Linked DNA regions of Hordeum vulgare: region 2 is linked to region 1. A link is a contact called in public Hi-C data. All regions are on one chromosome and are shown on one strand. Each heading gives the region's core, a stretch centred on a gene start, on an enhancer-like site or on the middle of the called end of the contact. The rest is flanking DNA. Distances are from core to core; before and after follow the strand shown.

Region 1 (6,643 bases), core at 1,054-3,553:
TATGTGTGGATATGAAATGGATCGGTGTTGGATGTACTGACGATCCAACGGCAAGAACGAGACGGATGACGAACGGACAGCGGATTTAAACAAAAAAAAGGATAAAACTCATGTCCGTTTAGGTTGACACGTTGATGTTGCTCTAAGCTCTTGGGCCTCGTTCTGATCACGGTGGTTTGGAGCCGTCAGAGCGTTATTATCCGAACGCCACTTCCCTCCATCGCCGGCAGCTAACTACTCGAGTTACGGTCGTACAGTATAGTAGTAGCACGTAGCTAGTGTATTGGTACGTCAGTACGGTGGTGGCTTCCGCTGCTTGTCCGCGAGCTGCAGGGTTTATTCAGCTTCTCCTGGGAGAGCGACCGATGGACGTGTCGGCTGCCTCTCCGGGCATGAACACAACACACATATATCATCTCTCTCGGATAGTCATAGTGGAGCAGACCGATGATTGTGGGTTGTTTGTTTCTTTCCAGCCCATTTCGATCGGTCTCTTTCTCTCTCGCTCTCTCTATGTTGCTCCCGCTAAGCAAGCTGATTAAATTAAGCCGTTCCATCAGTAGGACTACTGATTAACTTCGTCTTTGCGACTTGGGGACGTACTTTAGCTATCTTGTGGCACACATATATTAGTTATAAGCAGTGTTTCAAATAGAAGCTCATGTCAAATAGCGACGGTCCTTCAAATCAATTATAACGAGACTATATATAGACTATAGTCGATTATTTCATAAGTTTAGAGAATTATGTTATATAGCGGTATCTGCTGAAACAGCTATAGCCTCATTATAGTTAATCTATAGTTGGCTATCTAAAACTTTGGTTATAAGTGATGCTTATTTATTGATCAAGTTAAAGAATGTACGACACAGTATGTATTGGCCCGGGACCAAACCGGACGTGTATGAACTAAACGGTGGTCAAAGCTAGCACTCCATGCATGTATCTTTCGGGTGGACAGGGATTTAAAGTGAGATACTACGCCTCAACTTGTACGTGGATGAGTGATTGCGACCGTGTTACGTTTACTAAGACCCTATACGGAGTCATTTTTGTCAATGCTGGCTAGGTTCCTTTCAAATACAGTACGTAGGAGTATTAGTTTCGCTGGATGTGTCTTTCTTACTACCTTGAGCAGTTATGAGAAGGCACAGATAGAAAAGAAATAGCAGGAGAAAAGGAAGAGCAAGGTACACGTACGCGCGGTCGCGGTATACGTAAGTGAAGTAAGATTAGGTAGGGACTAGGGAGGCAGGGAGGGCACATGCATGGTAGCTTCTGGGCATATATATTTGGTGTAAACGAGGCATGCAGTGTAAGAAATAAATTTCTTACATGCAGATGCATACCTGAGACTGAGAGCAGAAGAGAAGGAGATGATGGACGGGAACGGCTCAGTTAATAAGGTGGCGGAGTACTCCCTTCGTTCAAAAATATCTGTTTCAAAACTTAATACTTCTCCGTTCTTTAATATAAGTCTTTTTAAATTTTTTACTAAAAAACTATATACAAAACAAAAATAAATAAATTTATATTCTAAAATATGTATATATACATTCGTATATAGTCTTTTTGTAAAACTTTGACTTATATTTAAGAATAAAGCGATATCAGTTTGTATTAGAGCTAGAATAAAGTTAACACAGTTATTTTAGGACGAATAGCACGTAGCAAGATAAGAAGAATCAAAGGAGGGATGGATCGACCGTCCATGGTGGCCGGCGGGAGGCACCCACGTAGTACATGAAAGGAAAGAGACGAATCTTACTGTTTTGTCAGTTCAACGACCGGAACCTGCTGATGATACCAACCAACCGGGAAGCACAGTACTAGTTCGTCACAGTACCGGCCATCACGTACTACTGCCACCAAGCTTAGCCTGCTAGCTAGCTACTACACATAGACACAGTCTCCCCCTTCCTCTCTATCGCTCTGTGACTGTGAGCTTGCTTGCTTCTCTCTCTAGGGCTCTCATACACAACAGGACTTCCACGCACCAGGTGCGCCAACAGGACCGCCGGTATAGACCAGAGAGAGAGAGAGGATCAATCGGTCCCAGGCTTCTCTTACATTATCTGTCAGCGACAAAACTGGTAGATACCAAACTCACTGTGCTCTCTCGTCTACCCTCTCTCTCTCTCTCTGACTGCAGTAGTGAAATAGAGCTGTCTGTGTACCGGTGCGAGAGAGATAGTAGAGATGAGAGGAGGGAGAGAGAGCGCGTGCGTGTGGGCTATGCTATGTGGTATAGTGCGGTAGAAGCGAGTGAGCTGTCCACATGCGCTGTCGTGCCAAAGCACAGACCCACGCCTGTTGCATGCACCACCCCACCGCCCCAGCTGCACTGCACTGCACCACGCCCGTAACCGGTCTAACGGCTTCCTTCTCCCCGCTGCTCACTGGACTGGAACCATCTCTTCCGTCCCGCGCGCCGTCTACCTGGCCACTAGGATTGTGTATGTATGCCAGTTTTGTTGGACGAATTTGTGTCTATGTCTGTCGATGGGATGCCCCCAAAAACAGTTTCCCGCGCGGCCTGGGCCCACCTTGCTTGCTTAATTGATACTGTACGTACGTGCTCGTTCATTGGCAGCTTCCAGAAATACTTAGAAACAACATCAATGAGCGGCGCCAGAAATAGTGGTGTAGAAATCACCTTCCTAATAAGACCTCTTGTACTACTCCCCGCACGCACGCACGGTGAAAACTAGACATTTACACGTACGGCAGCAGTGATGCATGTCTCTTTTCACAGCACACAGCACACTGGCACGCACCAGCAAGCTAGCTTCTTGTATGACTCGGATGGATCGGACGGCTCCCATCAATCCGCTACAGCAACGAGCACCCACGACACCTTGGGCCCGGCGTGCCAATCTGCCGACCGATCAACAGCGAATGGCGATGCATGACTTGTCGTTTTCCCTCCAGGGAATTCTCACCTCCACTGCTTCCGTGCATATTTTGGACCTCTCAACAATGGCCCCCACCCACGAACCAACAAAAAAAAATACAACAGTTAGTATACCAAAAAGCAACAGAGAGTGAGAGAGAAAAAAGAGAAGTGACTGCAACAGTGATGAATTGTTCTTCTCGGGAGCCGGGAAAAACTTCTCTCGCCAGCAGCCGCAGCTCCGCCTCGGGATTCTGACCGCCCACTAACATTTCTTTTTGCTTATCTAGAGTGTTGTTTGATGGTATAGATCGATCGAGCGTTGTACTAGCGCTGTACGAGCCGATGCTTTACTATTTAGAGCATCAGGAGTGCTGTGGTCCTAGACTACATGGATTCTGGATCTCGTAGCACAATTATGTGCATGTAATGCAGTAAGATCGTAAGATCGATTTGACAACGTTCTAAGTCTGGTCACGACTACTAAGACTACTCATAGTAAAGAGTAACATAAAGTAATAACATGCATATGTTAATAGTCTAAGTTACTATCTTTATAATGAATACTAACATAGGAGTAGTAACATTGAGCCTTTCATTTATTAAGTTATAAACTCATCTTATATATGTATGCGTTGTGCTACTTATAGTATAAACTATATATGAAAATACAAATCTTTGTAGATATTATATTATAGATTACATATAAAAATATATAGATATATTTTACAGTGTAGAGTCACTCATTTTGCTTCGTACATAGTCCGTAGTGAAATCTTTACAATGATTTATAGTTCAAAACGAAGGTAGTACAAGCATATGTTACTATGTACATAATCGGTAGTAACATATGTGTGACTATTTTTTCTTTGAGACGAGCAAACACCTCTTTTCATTACAGAGAACGAAAACAGTTCCACAGAGTATCAGGAAAGAGAAAGTACTGGGACGATAATCGCTCCGGCAAATTGCTATTTTTACCCATGGGACATACGTTCGCCCTCGAAACGAATGCTATGGCATAAAAACTAGCACTGCACAGAACATCAAAATACCAACTAAAACAGACCCAAACTCAAACTCAAACAGACATGATAACTATCAGACTATAGGAGGTCTCCATCAACATGCTCGAAGATTTTCCGGAGTTGTTCATTCCCCTATGATCTCTTGTGTGGCCACCTCGCACATTTTCATCAGCTGCATAGTGTTCGACCTCGCCATCTCCGCCCCAGAGCGTAGTTCCCCCGCATCGCCTTCCTGTTGGAGCCCTGCCCAATAGATGAACGCACACATTGAAAACACTATTTCGAATGTGGTTTTGATCATTTTATTTTCAAACATAGCCCTGTTTCGAGCCAACAAGATAGCCCAACACGCAGCTGCAAGGCCCACCGTGTAATACTTTACTCCAGCCGGCAAAAAAGGATTACAGCAGGAAAAATATTGCCATTATGAATTGGGACAACATTCAGTCCCCAGAGTAACCCCGACAATCCACACAATTCTAGCAACAGGGGAAGTAAAGAAAAGATGCTGTGAAGTTTCCCTTTGACGGCAAAAGGAGCAACTGGGATTCCCAGACCATTTTTTCTTTTTCATCACATGCCTAGTCAACACTGCATCTTCAGACAACTGCCACCTGGAGATTTTAATTTTTAGGGGTAATTTTGCTTTCCAGATCCACTTGTAATGGCATCCATGAAGTGGTTTCTCCAACCACTTATACATGGATTTGGTAGTAAACTTGCCATCACCAGTCAGGCCCGAGGACACTCTATCACTATCACGAGTAAGCGCAATACCAGAAATAGTATTATGCATCTCTCTTCATTGAACTCTAAGCTCCGAGTTTAACCTTCTTCTAAAGAAGGAATAATCATCTATTGAGCACATATTCTCCACAATGCAATCAGGTTCATTACAAATATCAAACAACAAAGGAAATTGATCCTTAAATGGGGGAAGCCCATTAATTGAATCCTGCCATATCCTGGCAATATTTCCAGACTCAATTTTAATTTTTTCCTCACAAAATAGTAATCCTTGACTTTAAGGATCGCTTTCCAGCATGGTGAGTCAGAGAATCTGGGATTAACAGTAGCCACAAATTTGTTTCGGAGATATCTAGCTTTGATAATATCCTGCCAGACCCCCTTCTGTATCTCCAACTTCCATCACCACTTAACCATCAAACTAATATTTTGCTTACGGAGGTCCTTAACCCCCAGGCCTCCTTTTTGCTTAGATCTGCACATCTTGTTCCATTTAACTAAATGATATCTCCTCTTCTTATTGTTCCCTTGCCAGAAAAATCTATGTCTGTGCTTATCTAGCTTTTCAATAAATGATTTATTCATGATCCACATAGACATGTGATAAATGAAAATTTGCGCGATAACAGAATCCAGGAGTGTGAGTCTGCCTCCCATTGAGGCAGCATTGCTAATCCAAGCCTCAAACCATTTCATATACCTCTCCACTATGAATTCTCAGTCAGAAGCATATGTGATATAATACAAGACTATTTATTAGGGGTAGACTCATTCCATCTTGGGGCGTGTTATGTTACCATAACATATTATATTATCACAAACATATCTCTTATGGTTAACTACTTGTTATGTAAGCAAATTTGCCTTGAAATGTGTTATGTTACTAACCCAGTTACTCCCAACCAGTTTAAAGTAGCAAGCACTACTTCAGTCAAGGTACATCTGGACATTAAAAGATCATGCAACTACGAGTATGTATATTTGGACGACCGGATGCACATAAATTATCAATACGTCCAATTAGGTTGCAGTTTATGTTTTGGGAGAGAATTCATGCAACTATTGGTTACTTCTTCAAATATTTTTGGAAATACATATATTTTCCTTCTAATTTTGAAGTTTTCCTAGCATTTTATGCACCAGAGTATGTATAAGGCATAAGACCGCATTAACTGGACCTAATAAAGTTCAGTACATGCATCGTCTATTGAATGCATGCAGCTCGAAGTCTGAATGCTTATCAGAACTTGGAGATCATTCTAGAAACGGACCGTAATCACAACCGGCTCGGTTGCCATGCATGTGTTATCTAACTATGCAATAAACAAACTCTGGGTCCGAAAGGTTTTAGTATTAAAACTACTCTCTTTATTTTCTTAGGCTGATTGTAATGGCTAGTATCATATACGTATTAGTGTCATGCATATTATATTAGTGTATGGTACTACATCAGTAGTGCATATTATCATATATTATTATCTCTGTCACGGTTTAGAAGGCACGGTTAAATTTACGTGCATTTTTAAAATAGACAAGGTTTAAAACGCATTGCATTTACTTCTTGCATCTAATTAATATTTCGTTGTACTACTTCTATATGCATGCATAGTATGAGGGTGCTTGGATACGTTTTAGTCCCATGACTAAAAGTAATGAGACTAAAACTTGCTAGCCTCACTCATGCTTGGATCCAAGTACTAAAGAGACTAAAATCAAGTTAATGAGCATTTATTATCCTCCAAACCCTCCAATCCAGAACTTGCATGAGGAGTTAGAGAGAGGACTAATGCACATTTTAGTAGGGGTACCCCTGACTAAAAGATTTTAGCCTCAAGACTAGTTTTAGCCTTTCTTTAGTCAGGGGTGCTTGGAACTTTAGCCTCTTAAAGAGACTAGTTTTAGTCTCTTGGATCCAAGCACCCTCTATGAATGCTATTGTTTAACTCATTTCATAACCAATCAATAACCATTTAGG
Region 2 (6,643 bases), core at 2,653-5,152, 500 kb before region 1:
CTGCCACAAGGTGGCTCGATTCAGAGGAGGGAGGGTCCTCCCGCGGGGTATCTGGGGTGGTTGAGACCCGCCGGAGCCCAGGCCGGGGCGGTTCCGTTCCAGGGCGGCCGTGAAGTGGCGGAGGATGCGACGGGCTTCCGGCGGTGGGGTATAAGGCGGCGGGGGCGGAGTTGTTGCTCGCATGGCCGATGGTGGTGTAGACGACGAAGCGCCTCCTCGATCTGCACGCTCGCGACTGCGTTGAGGTCGAGGATGGGGGCACTGGTCTTGTCTGCCGTCGCTGGAGCCGTGGGCTCTTTCTTCACAGCGGTGGTGAGCCACTGCTGCTCCTCTTCCGTTGGCATCACTTCCCAATCCCCGCTTGGAACCGGTCCATAGCCAGGGGGAAGAAGTGTATCAGATCCTCGTCTGAGGGAGTCGGCGTTGGGAATTAAGGATGCAGGGGTGGAGCGGTCTCGCGTAGGCCGCGATATTACGGCGGTGTTGGCGGTGGAACCAGTCCGGCATCGAGGTCATCTTCCTCTCCCAGAAATGGCGCCGAAGGTCCAGCGAGAAGCCAGCCCATCGGAGGGGCGACAAAGGACGGCATAGGAGGGGCGACAAAGGACGGCGCTGGAGGCGCCGGTGCGACCATCTCCACGGGTACGGCCTGCGTTCTTGGTCCTGGTTGCTGCACTTGGGGTGCAGGGATGTGATGACCACGGGGACCATGGCGACCTCGAGGGAAACGGGACCGGGCACGGCGGCGTCTTGCGGATCGACGGATCTCGCCCCTAATGGAGCGAACAAAAGCAGACACAATGGCATGCAGGTTCATTCTTGCCATTGTTCTTACCTTCTCTTGTTCTTCTGTGATGGCTCTCTCTTTTCTCTGTGTAGAGGCAGTGCTGATAACGTGTAAAGATGAGAAACGAAAGAAGTGTTGTGCGAATCTCTTTCTCTGTCATTGATCTGAAATATATATACAAGAACTCGGACGCGAGTTAAAGGCGTCTTTACAAAAAGGCGTCCGTACGGACGGATGCGTCCATACGACGCTTAGACTAATAACGGATTAATCACGTCTTAATGACGGTTCGCTAATTGCAGTCAGTTCGCAACATTTTTCACGTGCTTGTGACTTGGTGCCTTGTGTATCAGTATCCGCGACTGTACTTCAAAAATCACATCACTGCGTTAATTGGGTGGCCGCCACGTTGGATTCCACCGGTGGTTGCATTGCATGTAGGGATGTGTGGCAGGGGATGATAATGAGACGGGACGGGGTGGCAGCTACTCCATGGATGCCGATCGCGCGCAGCCGACATTCGTTTCTCGGTCGAGGGTAGCCAACCAACGCATCACTCGATCGGATCTCTGATGGATGGATGGATCGATCGGGAATCGGATGCCTTCTCTTCTTTCCATACCTCTCCCCACCCACAAGCCAAGAATATATTTCCCTTCCCCCGTAGGTGCCGGCGAGGCGGGTACGTGCGTACCTACTGTACGTACGTTGTTACTAACAAACCAATGTTTCTTCTTTTCATGGCCGGCCACGATCGGATAAGCGATCGATCGATCTGACCTCCCTCCATCCCCAATCTCAACCAAAACTAAGAGCCTCTACAGTCACCTCTCTTCATAGCCAATCTCAACCAAAATTAAGAGCATCTAAAGTCACGACTTGTAAATTCGGACCCTCAAATATTTACGGACACGTCCAGGCGTCCACAGGCATTGATCGGACACTTCTTAAATCATGTCCTCTACATCCATATATCTCATATCCGGTCTTCCGGTCTCCATATATCCATGCTAGCATGCGACATAGATAAAAAAAATATAGATCACCAGACAAACATAAAATCAGACAGAGGAATACATATTTTGATCATCAAAAGATCATCGCCGGATGTCCAAAAGATCGTCACACTTCACATAATTTACATATGCGACGGATAAATTTAAATTTAGATTACTAAAAACTTGAAATTGAAGATGAATACGGCGGACATTCACCACTTCTTCGCCGGACCTTTGCCTTTCCGGTCGCCGGCGCAGTTGTAGGCGTCGGCGGCTGGTGGTGAATCGTCCGAGTCGTCCGATGAGGAGCCGTGGCCGTCGTCATCATCGTCGGATGTGTCGGAGAGGATGACGATCCCTTTTAGCCGCCAGACCTCCCTATCCTGCTGCCACTTGAGCTTCGCAAGTTGAGCCGCCTTTGTAGCTACTTCCGCCGCCTCGCCCTCGAATTGGTCAATGGCAATCCGGAGCGCCTTGGCGCTCCTCCGGCGGAGCCGCCGCGCGTTCGTCTCTGTGTTCCTAAGCGACCGGCGGTAGACCCATTCGAGGAGTCTAGAGTCCTCGTCAGGCTTAACCTCCATCACACGACGAAGGTGCACGGACTACTCCGCCTCCCCCCTCTCCCTTTGTCGTTGCCGCTCATGGCGGGCCACGCGCGCCTCTGGTTTCCGCGAGCGCATCCGCACCGCGCGGGCCGGGCACAAGCACCCACCGCAGCCCACGTGGGGGAGCAGGAGCCACGGGGGCAGGGGACAGTGTAAGGGAGGTGCGGATTGCCCAAGCCGCGTGTCGGAGTTGCGCACGGGCTAGGAGGGGCCAGCCCAGGCGTCCGAGCTACGTCGGCAGGGAAGCGGCGAGCCTACAGATTCGGAGCTGGCCCCGGACTCCACCTTGGACCGCTCCAAGGCGCGATGCGGATGGCAAGCTCGTAGTACGGATCCATGTTAGATTCACAGCAGCTGCCGGAGCTCGACATTGGCCGGATTCGATCGGAATCGATGCGGGAGAGGAGATGATGTAGCGAGAGAGGAGAGTGAGTGAGCTAGGGTTTCAGAGTGATGAGGCGGATGGATATTTTTTTAGGACAACCGTGGGGTCGGTGGTGGGTCGCGCTTGTCACGCGAACGCGTCCGAGTGTGTTCAAACCACCCTATATCCGTCTTATATTTAGGTCAGATATGAATCATCAAATGAAAAATGCTACCAAACGCCCATGCCACTATATTTGACGACAACTAAGAGACAAGAATGTACTTTCTTAATCGATTGAATGAAGATGCATTCTATATGTTTGCCCGTCGGTGCCATATCAGTATCAGACGTGGGCGATAAAAAGGCTTGGTGCCGAACTCTTAATTGGGAGATGATATCCCTACTTTAGAGATCATAAATCGATCAACACGTTTGGATTTTAAAGATTTGATTAATCTTGTTATTACAAAAATAAAGGATGTGTAACTTCTGTTTACTTATTACGAGTACAAAAGTAAAGGAGCGTGTAATTCCTCAATTTGTGCATTGGCAAAGCTAGACCATGAATAATAGAAGAATGAATAGTAGCCATGAATAACACAAGAATGATAGAAAGTGCAAGGAGACAAGAACAGATCACGCTTAACCAAACACACAACTCAACATGCATGCTGACCAAGAGGCCATGTAACCCTGCCCATAATTGGTAGACAGGGCATCCTTCTTCAGGAAGCAAACCCAGAGACAGCGGTCCAGATCAAAATCTCAGAGCAGGGTCCCTTAACAAAAGCCTGGTTAGTAGCTACCCCCTCTCCCTCCCTCCTTCCCTCTCTACAAATTCCTGAAAGATTATAATCACATATTAGTATTCTACACTGATCACCTCTAATATTTAGCAAGACACATGCATGCATGCATGTGTGTGTGTATGTGTGTGTGTGTTTCATAGTAGCTGAATTAGCCATCCTACTCGTAGATCTGGTGCCCACTGAGTGACAGGTTCTTGATTTCTTTTTATCTAGGGCATCTTTGTTTCATCATTAGGCCATGGATGGAGTTGGCATTCCATGTGACGCATGCAAGCACCCAATTATATATGCCGTGGCATGCATGAGGATGAGTATATGAGCTTAGGGATGCGTGTGAGATTCTTGGCAGCAGGAACGAATCCGCTCCTTTGGGCCATCTATTTTCTTTGCCTTGCAACATGGTGGGGATGATTCCCGGCGAAAAAAAAATGGCGATGATGACGCGTCGATATCACTGGGCCTTGTCAAATAGATTTGGCTGTCCCCTAATTAATTAATGTACTTACATCACTAAAATATGCATTAGGAAGGAATGTTTGTGTGATTTGTTTTCCATATTATTGTAAAGCCCATCTGATAGTGAAATTTAAAAAATTGTTAGCATGTCACCGGTCGCTGTCCTTGTATCGATATTTTTACACTATGAGATATTCAAAACTTTGTGGTCGACCCACCGAATAGACAACAAGCATACTTAGTTTGTTTAGCTTGATAATTTATATTTACATGTCTTCTACAACTCTGTGAATAGTTGAACTATATGTTTTTAAAGGAAAGTTACCTCCGGCCTCCGCATCATGATGATGCATGCAGCCACTTTATTAACAAAGTTGTTCAAAATAAGTGCAATCCTAAAGGGTCTAACAAGATCTCACGAAAATAAGGAAAATGACATGCCACCACTAGCAGGATAAAGATAGACTACGATGACTAAACACGTAGCCTATTAGTATGCCGCCATTCATATCAAATGAATTTATCCGGTGCTATCATCTCTCACTGGCTGCACCGAATAACCATAATCTTCTTGGACTCCTCAGGCGTGAGTAACGACCACATACGGATTCAAGCAGTAGCTCTGTAGATGACCTAGAAAAAATTGTTGAATTTCTTCTTGTTAAATATCATATCATTTCTCCAATTCAATATAGCCCAAAGCATGTCACAAATTCCTATTCGAATGTATCTAGTTGTGATGAGGTCTACTGCATTGAGCCACGTCCTAAATAACGTGTTCATACTCGTTGGAAGAGTAATGTTAAAAGCTATATGAATAGTATGTCATAGAAGTCTTGCCAAAGGGCACTCGAGAAAGGTGTTTAATAGTCTCATTATGATCACAAAAGCAGCATTTAGTATTACCTACCCATATTCGTTTAACCAAGTCATCCTTCGTAAGTATCACTCCTTTATGGACAAACCACATGAAAATCTTAATCTTGAGTGCTACTTTAATTTTCCAAATGTGTGGAGAAAGTAGGTATTATTCTGACATTGATAAGGTCCACTTACATTGATTTCACGGAGGACCTACCACTTGTAGTTAATTTCCAATGAATTGTGCCTGGTTGGCCCGACAGATGAACTTCCATCAATCGACGGACTAGAAGGAGCCACGCATTCCAACGTTCGGCCACCAAAGATATCCTAAATTGAATTTTAAAAGGAACTGTTTGCATAATTGTAGCAACAAAAGCATCTTTACGTTGTATAATATCATATAAAGCCGGATATTGTATGGCTAGAGGCGTCTCTCCTAACCACGTATGTTCCCAAAACCTGGTTTTGTTACCATTCCCAATGTGAAACTTCACCTTGTGGAAAAAAGCTTCCTTTGTTTTCATTAACCTTTCCAGAATGGTGAATCTAAAGGTTTCACCATAACTTGAGACAAGATTTTAGATTGTAGGTACTTATTGTGCAGAATTTGTACCCCATGTACCTTCTGTCTCCACTCATAATCTATATAGACATTTGCTCAGTAGACATTTATTTTTAATTTGTAAATTCTCGATCCCTAACCTACTTTTTGGGTCTACACATCATCTCCCATTTAGCCAATCTATATTTCGTTTTACTATCATCACTTTGACAAAAAAAACTGGATCGATAGAAATCTACTCTTTTCCATACCCCCACTGGAACTTCAAAGAATGATAATAAAAATATAGGCAAACTTGTTAATACCGAATTTATTAACACTAGCCGCCCTCCATAAGACATAAGCCTACCCTTCCAGCAAAGTAGTCATTTTTTAAACCGATCCTCTATACTCTTCCATTCCTTATTAGTGAGTTTCCGGCGGTGGATGCCCAAGTAACTAAATGGGAGAGAACCCATCTCATATCCGATTAATTGCTTGTATGTATCTTGTTCTTCCTTGGCGCGTCCAAAGAAGAACAATTCACTATTTTTACAAATTAATTTGAGCCCCGGCCCCATAACTGTTCAAAGAGACATAATATCAACTTCATATTTCTAGCTTTCTCAAGATCATATTCCATGAAAAGAATCATATCTTCCGCATATTGTAGGATGGACACCACCACCCCATCCACAAGATGTGGAACTAGCCCTCCTACTAGATCGCCCTCTTTAGCACGGCCTATGAGAACTGTAAGTATATCAATTACAATGTTGAATAAGATCGGGAACATCAAATCCCCCTGTCTTAATCCCGACACTACCATTCTTAAGAAAGGAATCCACCTGGGTCCTCCAAGCCTCATTGAGTCCTTTCATTCGTAATGCTTGTTGGACGAAAGGCCATTTAACTTTATCGTATGCTTTTTCAGAATCCACCTTGAAGATAACTCCATCGAGTTTCTTGGAGTGGATTTCATGAAGTGTCTCGTGTAGTACAACAACCCCCTCTAGGATGTGTCTACCCGGCATGAACGTCGTATGCGTGTGTTGTACAATCGAATGGGCTATCCACGACAGCCTATTCGTGGCAACTATAGTAAAACTCTTAAAGCTCACGTTCAGCATGCAAATTGGCCTTAATTGTTCTATCCAAATGGCTCCCTCCTTCTTTGGTAGTAATGTAATTGTTCTAAAATGTAAGTGAAATAATT

What was found. Hi-C and Micro-C count contacts between places; a contact is called where the count stands out from the background.
Region 2: a Hi-C map of leaf shows a contact between it and region 1, with 2.0 times the contacts expected there. The contact joins two enhancer-like sites. A contact is called at or near these places in 3 of 6 Hi-C or Micro-C datasets (leaf and seedling) and 1 of 1 datasets of contacts at active chromatin or transcription factors (embryo).

Annotation. Positions count from the first base shown.
Region 1 is chr2H:224,996,226-225,002,868 of MorexV3_pseudomolecules_assembly, reverse strand. No RefSeq gene overlaps it. Among protein-coding and RNA genes, the nearest start is that of LOC123425937, 6.9 kb to the right of the region's middle. Within about 2 kb of position 2,303, at least 3 of the 3 cell types and tissues checked have open chromatin away from gene starts, as enhancers often do. A contact at or near this core is called in leaf, where this site is marked.
Region 2 is chr2H:225,501,945-225,508,587 of MorexV3_pseudomolecules_assembly, reverse strand. No RefSeq gene overlaps it. Among protein-coding and RNA genes, the nearest start is that of LOC123433800, 43 kb to the right of the region's middle. Within about 2 kb of position 3,902, at least 2 of the 3 cell types and tissues checked have open chromatin away from gene starts, as enhancers often do. A contact at or near this core is called in leaf, where this site is marked.